Regions from separate parts of the Ovis aries genome. Here region 2 is linked to region 1. A link is a contact called in public Hi-C data. All regions are on one chromosome and are shown on one strand. Each heading gives the region's core, a stretch centred on a gene start, on an enhancer-like site or on the middle of the called end of the contact. The rest is flanking DNA. Distances are from core to core; before and after follow the strand shown.

Region 1 (6,543 bases), core at 1,845-4,344:
TGTTCTAGCAGCCACACTAAAAAAGTAAAATGAAATGGGTGATATATATATATTTGATTTAACTGACACATCTGAAGCATCATTTCGACACGCAATCAGTATAAAATTTACTAATGAGATACTCTGCATTTTTCCCCCACAGCCACAAAATTAAAAGACACTTGTTCCTTGGAAGGAAAGCTATGACAAACCTGGACATCACTTTGCCAACAAAGGTCTGTACAGTCAAAGCTATGGTTTTTCCAGTAGTCATGTATGGATGTGAGAGTTGAACCATAAAGAAAGACCAAAGACTTGATGTTTCTGTATTATGGTGCTGGAGAAGACTCTTGAGAATCCCTCGGACTGCAAGGAAATCAAACCAGTCAATCCTAAAGGAAATCAGTCCTGAATATTCACTGGACGGACTGATGCTGAAGCTGAAACTCCAATACTTTGGCCACCTGTTGCGAAGGATGAACTCATTGGAAAAGATCTCGATGCTGGGAAAGATTGAAGGCGGGAGAATGGGACGACAGAGGAAGAGATGGTTGGATGGCATCACCAACTCAATGGACAAAAGTTTGTGCAAACTCTGGGAGATGGTGAAGGATAGGGAAGCCTGGCGTGCTGCAGTCCACAGGGTTGCAAGGAATCGGACACGACTGAGCAACTGAACAACTGTCATTACTTCCCAGGGTGTGTTTTGCACTTACAGCTCAGCTCAGCTCAGACTGGCCTGGTACCTGCATAGGGACAGCACAGTTCTGGATGGTTCTGGGAGAGGAAGAGGCTTACTAAGAACATCCAGGAGGCAGTAGGCGGCTGACCCCAAACCAGAACTTTCTCAGCCCCACAAGTGGCACCTGGGGATCCCCAGCAGCTTCTCACGGGCTTGTTCAAAGAGGACGGAAGGAAATGGGGTGTGAGACTGCGGTGGGGCTGTGCTGAAGCCAGCAGCTCCCAGCCTTGCACCTCTCCCCGTCCGCTTGCACGTCTAGGCTGCAGGAGGGGCCACCCCAGACGTGATGGAAGCTTCTGGCAAACGCCTGCTGAGTGTCTTCTAAGGCCCAGCTTCTGCTGCCAGGCTGCCACCCCTCCCCTAATAGAGAGGTGCCTCCCATCTGAGCCTGGGCACCGAGCTGAGGGTGGGGCTTTACCCTACTTGGTTCCTTCCTTCCTTCATCCCTGGGCTTCCCTGGTGGCTCAGTTGGTAAAGAGTCTGCCTGCAGTGGGGGAGTCCTGGGTTCAATCCCTGGGTTGGGAAGATGCCCTGGAGAAGGAAAGGGGAGAATCCCATGGACAGAGGAGCCTGGCGGACTACAGTCCATGGGGTCGAAAGAGTTGGACATGACTGAATGACTAAGTGTGTGCATTCATCTCTCCCCCCACTCCTCCCTTCCTCTCTTCTCTCTGGAAATATCAAGTGAAGACCCAAAGGCAGGGGGATTCGTCTGTGCAGAAAATGCTCAAAAGAGCCAGGAGCGGGTAGGGGCAAGAAGAGAAATGAGGGGCATTGACTCACGCAGGGGAGAGCGTCATGCAGCCTGGGAGCAAGGAGGGTAATTGGCATTCTCCACGGCTTGGCCAGGTCAGCCTCATGGCGAGAAGAAATTCAAAGACCCTCCTCCTGCGTCACAGGTGAAACCAGTGTGGGAGGCCGCCCGCCCAGCAGGCGATCAGACGGGGCTCCCAGGCAGGGGCCAGGCCACTTCCTCTTCTGTGTGTTGTGAGATGGACTTGCAGCCCCAGGGGAACGTGATGTGTGGGATTCCAGATCTAACAATTTGGAGAAGGGAGGCTGAGGGGGTCAGGGCCTCTGGGCATCCCTTTGAGGCAGCTCACGAAGACCCCAGCAAAAGCCAGAGGGGCATTTCCTGGGTGCTGGAGTCTGCGTCCCTTCCCTCTGTCTGTGCGCGTGCAGAGCCCCAGGCCGACTGGCCTCCAGCCCGGCCTCCTGGGGGGCGCTAGAGTCCTGCTTCGTGTTGTGGCGTCTGTTTGATTGGCTGCACACACATTGAAATACTTGGGGAATTTGTATTTTATCTTGGGAATTCCCTGGTGGTCCAGTGCTTAGGACTTAGCGCTTTCACTGCCACAGCCCTCGTTCTTAGAAACTAAGGTCTCACAAGCGGCATGGCACGACTAAAAACATTTTTTTGTTGTTATTTTATTTTATACCCATCCCTGGAGGCTCAGTTGGTAAAGAGTCTGCCTGCAATGCAGGAGACTGTGGGTCGGGAAGATTCTGGAGAAGGAAATGGCAACCCACTCCAGCATTCTTACCTGGGAAATCCCATGGACCAGAGGAGCGTGGTGGGCTACAGCCCATGGGGTTGCAAGAGTTATACACGACTTAGTGACTAAATCTACCTACTCCCATCCTGGGGGCCCTGATGGTCTTTCCAGTCAATGAGTGGATGAGCTGTTAAGAGGCTGGGGGAGCTGGTGGGGAGGGGGCCTGTCCCAACCCCACTCCTGGTGTTCCAAGCTGGCACAGGAGGTGACTCCAGGCAGGCACAGGAGGCGGCTCTAGGTTGTTTGTGATAAAAATAACGTGATCAGAACAGGAAGACATAATATGAAATAAAACATAATGTACAGTTATATTTAAAATAAAATGACAGATAATTAGACAAAACAAGGCACGAGCCTCCCAGACAGACATCCTGTGCCCGGGGTGGTGCACCCAGGAAAACCACATGAAGAACAAGCCCCCGGGAGACTGACATGGCTCCTGCTCCGGGGCCCCGCGTCCTCTCGGAACCTCCGCTTCCCGTTCTGCGCAGTGATGACACTGGCCTCGCAGCGTGGTTTGAAAGACTGAGTGGGCTCCCATCATTCTCCAGGGCAGAGCACCCCTACTTGTCCTAGTGAGGCTGAGCAGGTGGGCTCTGGGCTCCCCGACCCTTTCAGCCAGAACAGCTTTGCTTCTGTCTCTTTTGTGTGTGGGTCCCACCTAAGATGTTTGGGCAGGGGCTAGGGGGTGGGGAGCAGGGGGACAGGTCGTCTTGATCCCAGCTCAACTCTGAGCCTACTTCCTCCCCAGCGCCTCCCGTGGGGGAACAAGCTCAGGCTGCATTGACGGAAGTGAGCCTCTGATTGCGCTAGAGTTCATGGTGGGCATGGCCAACCACAGCTCATGGTGGGTGTGGCCGACAGGCGTGGCCAACCACAGTACGTGTGGGTGTGGTTGGTGGACGTGGTCGTCACAGTTCGTAGCGGGCATTGCCGACGGGCGTGGCAGACCGCAGTACTTGGTGGTCTGTGGGCGTGGTAGCCGTGGTTCGTGGTGGGTGTGGTTTGTGGGCGTGGCAGTCACCGCTCGTGGTGGGTGTGGTCTGGCGGCCCAGTCACCGTATAAAAGGCCCCACATTTTCCCCACCTTCTGGATCTTGTCCTGGTAGGTGGAAGGGTCTCCAGTGCTGGCCTGGGTTAGAGGCAGGCCGTAGGTGGCCGGGTCGATCCGGCTGTGGGAACTGGGGTAGCGCATCCTTTCTCTCCCACGAAGCCCTCTGCGGCAGCCTCAGGTGCTTGAGCAAGGGTAGCGGAGACTGTCAGTGGGGGCCCATGTCAGATCACAGGGTCCGGGAGACCCCACTTCAATAAAGGCAGGGCCCGAGGCTGGGCTGTTTGGTGAGTGGTACTGCTTGTATTTCAATCCCCAAGCCCCTTTCTCCTCCAGGACTGTGGTCTGTGGCATCCAAGATCTGGGGTTTTGGGAGTCTAAGTGTAGATGGCACGAGATTGACCTCCCCCAGTTAAGTCCCTGCTGTTTGGTCTTCAGCCAGGGGATCGAACTGGAGTTTATTTTTTTTGGGGGGGGGGGCTTCTGCCCCCACCAGTGTCCTCAGTGCATGCTTTCAGCTTCTTCTCCCCATTCTTGGTTCCTGTCTTTATCTACACTCACCCCTTGGAGGTCTCACCCATCTGCCGAGATCGCCTGGATTGACACCTCCCGCCCACCCCCAGCTGTTGCTCAGCGTGGCAGGGGAAGTAGCAGACTTCTCAGCCCCAAACTCAGCTCTCCTCTGCTGCCCTGCCTCCGAGATTCTCTTTGGGTTCCCTCCTCTCTGTCAGTTAAGAGCAATGGGTGGCAACCCCCCCGCCCCCCGCTTCCATGTGCTCAGGCCCAAACCCCAGAGTCAACCCTGCCTCTATTCTCCCGTTCCATGTGGAAGCCTCCAGGAAGCCCACTGGACCCTCTTTCAAAATAGATCCAGAATCTGACCACGACTCCCCGCCTGTGCAGCCATCGTCCTGGCCAGGATCCCAGCAGCAGCCCCCCTCCCTGGGGTCCCAGCCTCTGCCTTCGCCCCTCCACCCTCATTCTACAGTGGTGGTGGGTATTCAATGACCAGGTAAGGGGAGAGACAACTTTGACCCTTCATCTTCGTGTTGAGCTGAAACTGAGGACCATCTCAGGAGACAAGAGAGTTAATAAGGTCTAGAGTTGGAACCCATGGACTCTGGATCAGGTGCATCAGGAGGTGGGCGGGGAGGGGGGACAAAGCAAGAGAGGACAGGCCTCAGAAGGTGGTCATCTGGGTTCTGGGAGCAGGACATCAGCCTTGGAGAACCTGGCCTAAGTTTAGAAACAGGAGTTGGTCCTGCAGGCAAAACAGGGATGGGGAACAGAAGGACGAGACCTTGTTCGCTTCAACCTTTGTATGTCCACCCTGCAGGCAGGGGTAGAAGGAGACTTGGCGAGCAGTGGACCTCAGGGCCCTGGGAACAGAGCGGGAGGAACAGGAGGGAAGCCCAGGGCTGCAGGAAGAAAGAGGGGGTGGGAGGGGGCCCGGTTTCCCCTGGGAGATTCAAGAGAACGTCAGGAGCTAAGGACCAGCCAGGTTGTGGGGAGTTGCCAGTACATTGAGGGTCACTTCCCCAATAGTGATGAGCTTGGGGAGCTGGGACAACACTGCCTGGGAGCAGCCTCATCCATGAAGGAATATTCTAGAAGAAGAGATGGCAACAGCTTCAGGCCCAGGGCAGACCAGGGGCATAGCAGGCTATTGGCTCAGGGACCATGAGGTCTAGAACTTTCCTTGGATACTTCCCTGTTGTGTGTGTATATGTGTGTGGCAGCCTGTGCATAGGGCAAGGGTGTCTGTCTTGCTGGTCATTGAACCCAGGGTTGGCAAGGCAGGTGCGGGGAAGCTGGAAGAAAATGTGAGGAGCCATAAGATCTGCAGGCATGCTTTATTCGCTAATGGCTGATGCCGCAGCAAGGCAGACATGCTTTATGCTCCCATGACCGACACAGTCACAAGGGCTGTTCAGGTGACGCTTACACAGGCATGCAGGACGAAGGTGGCGCGTGGCCAAGTGAGTATATCATGATGCCTGTGCACATCGCTGCAAGTGATCTCACCATTACATAACCATGCGAAGTCACTGCTTACAGAACTGGGGCAGGGGCAAGAGCGAGAGAGCCTGACCATTGGATCTTGGCTAATCGCTATTTCTCTACAGTGTCAAAGGGGAAATAAAAACAAAGAATTCTTAAATGCCCAGGACTCTAAAGGAAGAAGACTTCATTAGTTGTATGAGGTGCAGAAAATCTGATTCAGCCTTGCTTAAGGGAAAAGGAAATCAATCTGTCGGTTCACAAAAGCTGGAAGAGTCTAGACTGGCTTTGGGTGCCACATGACTGGGACTCCAGTGAGCTCGGCCGAATTCTCAGCTGGCTGTCTTCAGGCCACTGGAGTGTGTCCTGTAGCTTCAGGCTCTTACACACTGAAGCCCAAGGCCCTGTGCCTCTTATTTTCACAAGCCGACAGAATGTTCTGAATCATTGTCCCCGGTCGTTACCATCTTGTAGTCTTGGGCCGGGGGTGGTGTTCACCACAGGCATGGCCGAGAGGGAGGTTCCTCCAGGGAAAGTGCGGTCCCATTGCTGGGAGAATGGATAGCATGGCACAAAAGCAGCAGACACCCCCATCAGAGGATGCAAGGAAAGTCTAGGCACCAGGGACCACCCCATCAGGGTGAGGAGGAGTGTATAAATCCTCTTTTCCGGGAGAAGCAGCCGCATGAAGGAGGCTCCCCTGAGAATGTGTAAAGCAGAGAGAGGCCCACAGCTTTTTTTCTGAGCTTTAAGCTTCAGGTGCGAACTAAGAACAACTGGCATCTTCGTGCATACAAGCGCAGGGGTTCCTTCCTCCTGGCTCCCTTTCCACCCAGCTGCACCCGGTTCCTCCCCTACTGTGGGTGTGGGCACAGGGGTGACTGTCTTTCCCTGGGCTGACATGGGGTAGGGGGGCCCTGTCTGGACCATCCTGGCCACTCTGGGGACCTGTGTGAATCTTGAGGCTGGATTAACTCCGCCTGTGGAAGTGATGGGGCTTCCCTGGTAGCTCAGCTGAGGGTCTGCCTGGTTAGTAAAGGATAACCCAGGCCAGCCCCCACTGGCCCCACCACTCAGAGCCTGACAGATGTCTGCCAGACTGGAGTGGGGGCGTGGGGGGCTTTGAAACTTCACTTTCTGTGGGAGACGTTATGCTTTCTAACTTCTTTATGGTAACTGAGTAAGGAGAGGGGCTTCACAGGGGTTCACCTTGC
Region 2 (6,543 bases), core at 2,691-5,190, 48 kb before region 1:
ACGGCCCCCAGGGGTCAGCGTTTGTGCTCATGAAGCCCCGGCTGAGGCACTGCCCCTAGCCACACTTGTCATGCCTGCAGGACTTCACCTTCTTGCTAACGACTCATGCCGCTAAATGGCCCCCATTCTAACCAAAGCAGTCTGCGATGCTAGCCACCAGCTCCTTTGTTTCCCTTGAGGCCAGACTGTCACCAGCCAGGACTTTGTTATAAAGACCTTTCCTCATACTTGAAGTGGCTGGTATACTGGAGTCAGCCGCAGGCCAAGTTCTTTACGTGTTCTTGGTCGGGATGACTTGTCTGCCCTGGACGAGCACCTGCTCTGTACCCCTCGGGCTATGAGGTCCAGGATGTGCTAACTGTCCTAATGGAGGTGTGTCTGCAGGGTAACCTGAGCCAATGCCGACCGTGAAGGTGATGTGACATCTGAAAGGTTCGAAAAGCAGCGTGGGAAACTGTAAGTAAGTAAGTGTTAGTCGTGTCTGACTCTTTGCGACCCCACGGACTGCAGCCCACCAGGCTCCTCTGTCCATGAGATTTTCCAGGCAAGGATACTGGAGTGGGTTGCCATTTCCCTCTCCAGGGGATCTTCCCAACCCAGGGATTGAACCCGGGTCTCCTGCACTACAGGCAGATTCTTCACCGACTGAGCTACCAGGGAAGCCCGTTGGAAACTATAAACCCATGTGAACCGTTCAGGTTAAAACAGTCCAGCTCAAAGTAACATCGGCAGACAGGAGAGGAAGAGAGCGTGTGATGGTTTCATTCACCCGTCTGAGTCAATCGCACTGGCTAAGGGGATGGCACTAGAAGTGAAGATGGACAAGAATACAGAGGGGAGAGAGACAACAGCGGGAAAGCAATGGCCAACCCAGAGTTCAGAGGAGCGGAAGAGCCTCAGCTAGTGCTCCTGCAAAATATAGAGGACCTGCCAAGTGTCAGGCTTAATACACCATGTTGCCTCTGGGATCCTGAGGAGGAAGCAGTGAAGGGCCCAACATTTCAGTACTTTTCAGTGGTAATTTCAAGCTCTGTAGCTCCAGCTCTTAGACAATAGCGCTAGAAAAATACAAAAAGACAAGTGGGGCATCACACTCAGGACACTGCAGGCCGCACCTCAAGCCTCTTAAGCCACTAACGGTACAAACACCCAATCCACCTTTAACAGGCACTTGACTTAGGAGTGGCTTTGAGTTGCTGAGAAGTTGTTATTGTTGTTGTTTTCCAGATTCAAACTTAACATTTTCCATCCTTACAGTCAGGTTCTTTTCATTAAAACAGGACTAAATGAACTATATGCACCGATCTGTGTGTGTGCAACACTAAGAGACAGGTATGTGAGCAAGAAAGGTTTGGGGCAGCACTAGGAAGATGAAGCAGTTTTAATGAAAGATCAACAACCCAAAAAAGGGAAAAGAAAAGGCATATACCTTCGCAGAGCAGCTAAATTTCATTTTCATCTGTTTAGTCAAAAGACCGACACGGAAGTAAGCCAAGTCAAATGCAAGAATGCCACAGTGAAACGTGACTGTCTGCTACAAAGGAAGGACAGGGGAAGACTGGCACAAAGATACTGGTATTTAAGGAACCTTTTGGATTTCTGTTTTCTGCTTTGGGGAGGGCAACAGATTTGCTGGAGTAAACCACCTCCTAAAGAGGAGGGAGACTTAGAATGTACCAAATGGTAAGGAAAAGATAACCTGGGGCTATATCTATTTAAAAAAAAAAAAAGGCTACTGCAGATAATGGCCTGTTAACTTATTTCCCAGACAGAACTGAACTCGATTCTAACTTGGCTTATAGGAAAGGGTCTGACACTTGTAAATTACTGTCACTGTTGATAAGACTAGGGACCTAAACAGTCCAGCTGTGGAGAACTGTGACACCAAATTAAGCAGCTTCTCTGCTACCAAGGATTCAAAACAACCCATTAGCTCTGCCTAGATCCGTGTGGCTCCCAGACCCTCAGCCCAAGGTGCTCTAGCTCAACCGGTCACAAGGAAGAAAAGGTGGAGCCAAGCACTGGCTCTGTAGATGCCCTCAAAGCATACTCCCACCAGGTAGACACAGTCCCCACGAAGCACTCCGGCAGCTTCCTCAATAAGCCCAAAGGAAAGAAGCGAAAGAAGTCAGAACTGGCCAATACAAAGAAAAACAATGTAAAAGATGACAGACGATCGCACAAAAATAGCAATACCAGAAAACCCAAAATATACCAACACTGTCAGGGACAGAGGCTAACAGGACAGGACACTTCCAGGGACACACAGCAAAGTCTGCACCTCGGAAAGCAAGGGTGATGGGAGGAGGGGAGGACGAGCTGCTGAGACAGACCTGCCCGTGAGCATGCTCAGTCGCTTCGGTTGTGGCTGACTCTTTGCGACCCCATGGACTGTAGCCCACCAGGCTCTTCTGGCCATGGGATTTTCCCAGAAAGAATACTGGAATCGGTTGCCATTTCCTCTAGGGGATCTTCCCAGCCCAAGGATCGATCCTGCGTCTCCTGCATTGCAGGCAGATTTCTAACCACTGAGCCACCAGGGAAGCTGAGAGCCAGACCTGGCCCCTTGCAAAGGAAGAGGGAGGATGGGAAAACTGAAAGGAACCTGAACCCAGTCTTGAAAGAGTCCTTGACGCCAGGCTCCACGGCAGGGCTGCTAGATTTCAGGTGGTGGTGGTGGCGGGGGTGGGGTGGTGAACTTGAATATGCCAGCTGCACCAGAGGTGCACAACTTGTCTGAAAACATTCTCATTTCCCCAAAGACAAATAATACAAACCCAAATAACTAAAATGGAGGGCTATGAGCAACACGAGTAAAAGATCTCATACAGGGAAATATTTCAGAAGAGCCTAGATTTTCTCACCCTCAGTTTTCCAGCCCTAAAATGGTGTTTATGAAAAAAAAATGGAAACAATATTTAAGAATAGTTACCTCTGATTCTATTATGTCTTGTCCTTCTTTTGAACTTTTTCCACTTTTCCCTGCTTTGGGTGATTCCTGGGAAACATCAAGCAGAATCAATTAGACTCCTCAATTTTTAGACTGTGTAACATCAAATAAACCAAAATGCAGTTTCATAAGTATTTAGACAATTTAACTATGACTTTTGATAGTTTTCACCAATACCATCACGACTCTCTTCCTTTCTATGGTTAAGAGACCCAGGATTGTGATGCGGTACCCACCGGCCAACCCCAAATTCAGATTCTCCCCGTTTGCTTCGTCTGCATTATCTGGCGCTCAAAACTTGAAGCAGAAACAAGTAAACGCACATTTGTACCATGCTCTCGACATCTTGAAAGATGCACATCACAACCCTTTTTTTCCCCTTCCCACACTCAACTCTGGGAGCGAGGATGTCTGGGGTGATTCTGAAACGCTACAGAGCTCCACCTGAAGCAAAAACATACCTCCCCCCCCCAACCCGTATGCAAGCGCAGCACAGTCACAGCCGTCGCCGCCGCCGCCACCCAGGATAATAATAGTTGAGAGCCCCAGAGCGTCCCTCCGGAGGCAAACCGTTCTCCCCAAGCATTAAGCCCAGTCCATTCGCTGCCCTTCGCCCCAGCCGGAGGGTCCCTGCTGAGACGCCTGCACCCCGGCCTCGGAAGCCCCTGTCCAGGCGCCTGCGAGGATGGGTCAACCACCTCCGCGGCCCCACCTGCCCCCTCGCGCCCATCGCGCGCGCCGCCCCTCAACCCCGGCCGCGCCCCCCACGCCCCCGGCCGGTCCCGGCCTGGGCTCCGCGGCCCCGGGCGGACCCGCTGCCCCCCCGCCCCCACCCCGCACCCGCGCGATCCGGGAGCCCCGCCGGGCCCCGTTCCCGGGCCGTTCCCCGCTGCCCCCCGCGCCCGCCCCGTCCGGCAGCCCCGGGGCCCGACTCACTTTCTCCTTCTTGTTTTTATTCGGCATGGCTGGTGCGGACCGCCGCCGCCTCCCCCGTCGCCTGCCCCCGCCCCGGCCGTCGCGCCTCCCCCTCCCGGCCGCCGCCGCCGCCGCCGCCGCTGCCGCCGCCGCCCGGGGACTGAGTCGTTCGCTCGCTCGCGGTTCCCCTTTCCCAGGCTCCCAGAGGCTGCGGCAGCCGCAGCGGCAGCAGCGGCAGCAGCGGCGGCAGCGGAGGCAGCGGCGGCTTCTCTCCGCCCCTCCCCAGGCCCGCCCCGCCCCTCCCGTCCCCCAGAACTCTCCCCGCCCCCGCGCCCGGCCCCGCCCCCGGCCCGCGTCCCCGCCCCGCCCCGGGCCCGCCTCCGCGCTGGCCCCGCCCCGCCCCGCCCGCGACCCCGCCCCCTCTCCGGCCACCGCCCCCAGTGCGCGGCCCCGCCCCTCCCGCCCCCGCCCCGCCCTCCGGGCACCCCGCCATTGGCCGAGGCGCCTCACGTGCCCTAACGCTCCCCGTTCTCTCCGCTCCTCAGCGCGGCCTTGGTCTCCCTCCCCGCGCTCCGGCTCGGGTCCGTCTCACGCAGGCAGCGGCGGCGGCTGGGGAGGAAGCGTGGGGCTTCGGCTGAGGCGACAGACCGGAGACTGCTGTGGAGGTTCGGGACAGACAAAGCAGGGGGCACATTTGAAACGGATGGCAATAACTTGTGCGGCCAGAGGGACACGAACGGCGACTTCGGCCCCTGGCCGCGGCGGCGCCGGGTAGCGGCTGAGGAGGCCCGGCAGCCACGCGAGCAGCGGTTTCGCGGGTTCCCGCTAGGCCCCGCCTCCTGCGTTGGCCCCGCCCTCAGGGTTCCGCCCGCCTCCTGTGTTGGCCACGCCCCCGGATCAACCCCGCCTCCTCCAGTGTTGGCCACGCCCCCGATCCGCCCCGCCTCTGGTGGCCCCGCCCCACAGGTCAGGCTCTTGCTTTGCCCGTTCAGTTCAGTTCAGTTCAGTCGCTCAGTCGTGTTAGACTCTTTGGGACCCCATGAATTGAAGCACGCCAGGCCTCCCTGTCCATCACCAACTCCCGGAGTTCACCCAAACTCATGTCCATCGAGTCGGTGATGCCATCCAGCCATCTCTTCCTCTGTCCTCCCCTTCTCCTCCTGCCCCAATCCCTCCCAGCATCAGAGTCTTTTCTGATGATGAGTCAACTCTTCGCATGAGGTGGCCAAAGTACTGGAGTTTCAGCTTTAGCATCAGTCCTTCCAATGAACACCCAGGACTGATCTCCTTCAGAATGGACTGGTTGGATCTCCTTGCAGTCCAAGGGACTCTCAAGAGTCTTCTCCAACACCACAGTTAAAAAGCATCAATTCTTCAGCATTCAGCTTTCTTCACAGTCCAACTCTCACATCCATACATGACCACTGGAAAAACCATAGCCTAGACTAGACAGACATTTGTTGGCAAAGTAATGTCTCTGCTTTTGAATATGCTATCTAGGTTGGTCATAACTTTCCTTCCAAGGAGTAAGCGTCTTTTAATTTCATGGCTGCAATCACCATCTGCAGTGCTTTTTGGAGCCAATGGGATTTTATTTTATTCTTTAATTTGGCTTGATTGTAAGCCATGTGAAGAAACCTCTGCATTATGACCAGGAATCACGTGGTTCATTTTACCTTGCTGATAGCTCTTGGGAGATGAGTTTTCCAAGGGAAGTGGGCTAACTTTTTTATATTCCTGCAGTTTGTGTAGTGCAGAAATACTTTAGGTATTAAGACTCTAGGAGTGAGCAGATTTCATGTGCAGGGACCGTTGGTGTCTCACCTGTGAAGATTAGGAACTGAATCTTATCTGGGTACTTCGAAACCATTGTGTTCTCTTAGGCCTGGGTTTTCACTCTTGAAAGTTGCCAGGAAAGCATTTTTGGTTATCCTGTGTGGCTCTGCCATGAGAAAGCTAAAAGAAGAAAAAGAGAACTAATGTGAGGAGTGTCGTGGGAGGTCCTGAAAGTAAGTTCTGCATGCAAGTGTCTGAATGTGTGTCTTTAGACGAATATCCTCAGGTAAATTGCACAGCCCCAAACAGCCATTTGTGCAGAAGAAGCGGTTTTTGATTAGTCTTTTAAGTGGGTTAATAGTTTCTCCAAAAAAAAAAAAAGTTAAAAAAAGTGGAGAGAGGGTAGAGCAATGCCTCTGGTTAATAACACTTCATTTTTAAAATGGCATATATGCCGACAATCTAATAAACCCAGCGTAAGTCTGTACCAGAAAGGATAATTCTGAAGCTGTTAGTTGATGACCACAGAGTTCTAAAGGGGCTCAGGGGCTTCCCTGAGACTTGTCTGTGCCACCAGTGTTCTTGTATCTTAGCCCTTGATGCAGTATTGCCTGTCATTCATTCAACAAACATTTTGTTGGATGCCCACTGTGTGCAAAGCACAGTGCAAAGGATACCACGGTGAACAAGGTGTGACCGTTGTCTTGAAGCACACCAGGTCCTTGGGGGTAGAAACAAGAAAGTCAGTAATCACAGGATGTGACATGGTGACACGGTAAGCCTGCAAGGTCTGGAGTGAGAATGGCCTGGCTTGTAATCGTGAAAGAACACAGGAGTATTTTTATGGCCGAGGAGGAGAGTGAAGGAACAAAGACTTCTAATTAAGACTAGTAGGCTTTGGC

What was found. Hi-C and Micro-C count contacts between places; a contact is called where the count stands out from the background.
Region 2: a Hi-C map of blood shows a contact between it and region 1, with 3 times the contacts expected there. The contact joins the promoter of PPP2R5C here to the enhancer-like site in region 1. A contact is called at or near these places in 6 of 16 Hi-C or Micro-C datasets (blood, hypothalamus and tail adipose tissue).

The regions. Positions count from the first base shown.
Region 1 is chr18:64,260,007-64,266,549 of ARS-UI_Ramb_v3.0, reverse strand. No RefSeq gene overlaps it. Among named protein-coding and RNA genes, the nearest start is that of PPP2R5C, 48 kb to the left of the region's middle. Within about 2 kb of position 3,094, at least 6 of the 54 cell types and tissues checked have an H3K27ac peak or open chromatin away from gene starts, as enhancers often do.
Region 2 is chr18:64,308,785-64,315,327 of ARS-UI_Ramb_v3.0, reverse strand. It overlaps PPP2R5C (protein phosphatase 2 regulatory subunit B'gamma), which reads right to left and starts at 3,940. Exons shown (of 15, transcript XM_027957412.3): 1 at 3,887-3,940; 2 at 2,933-2,998. The coding sequence starts at 3,913.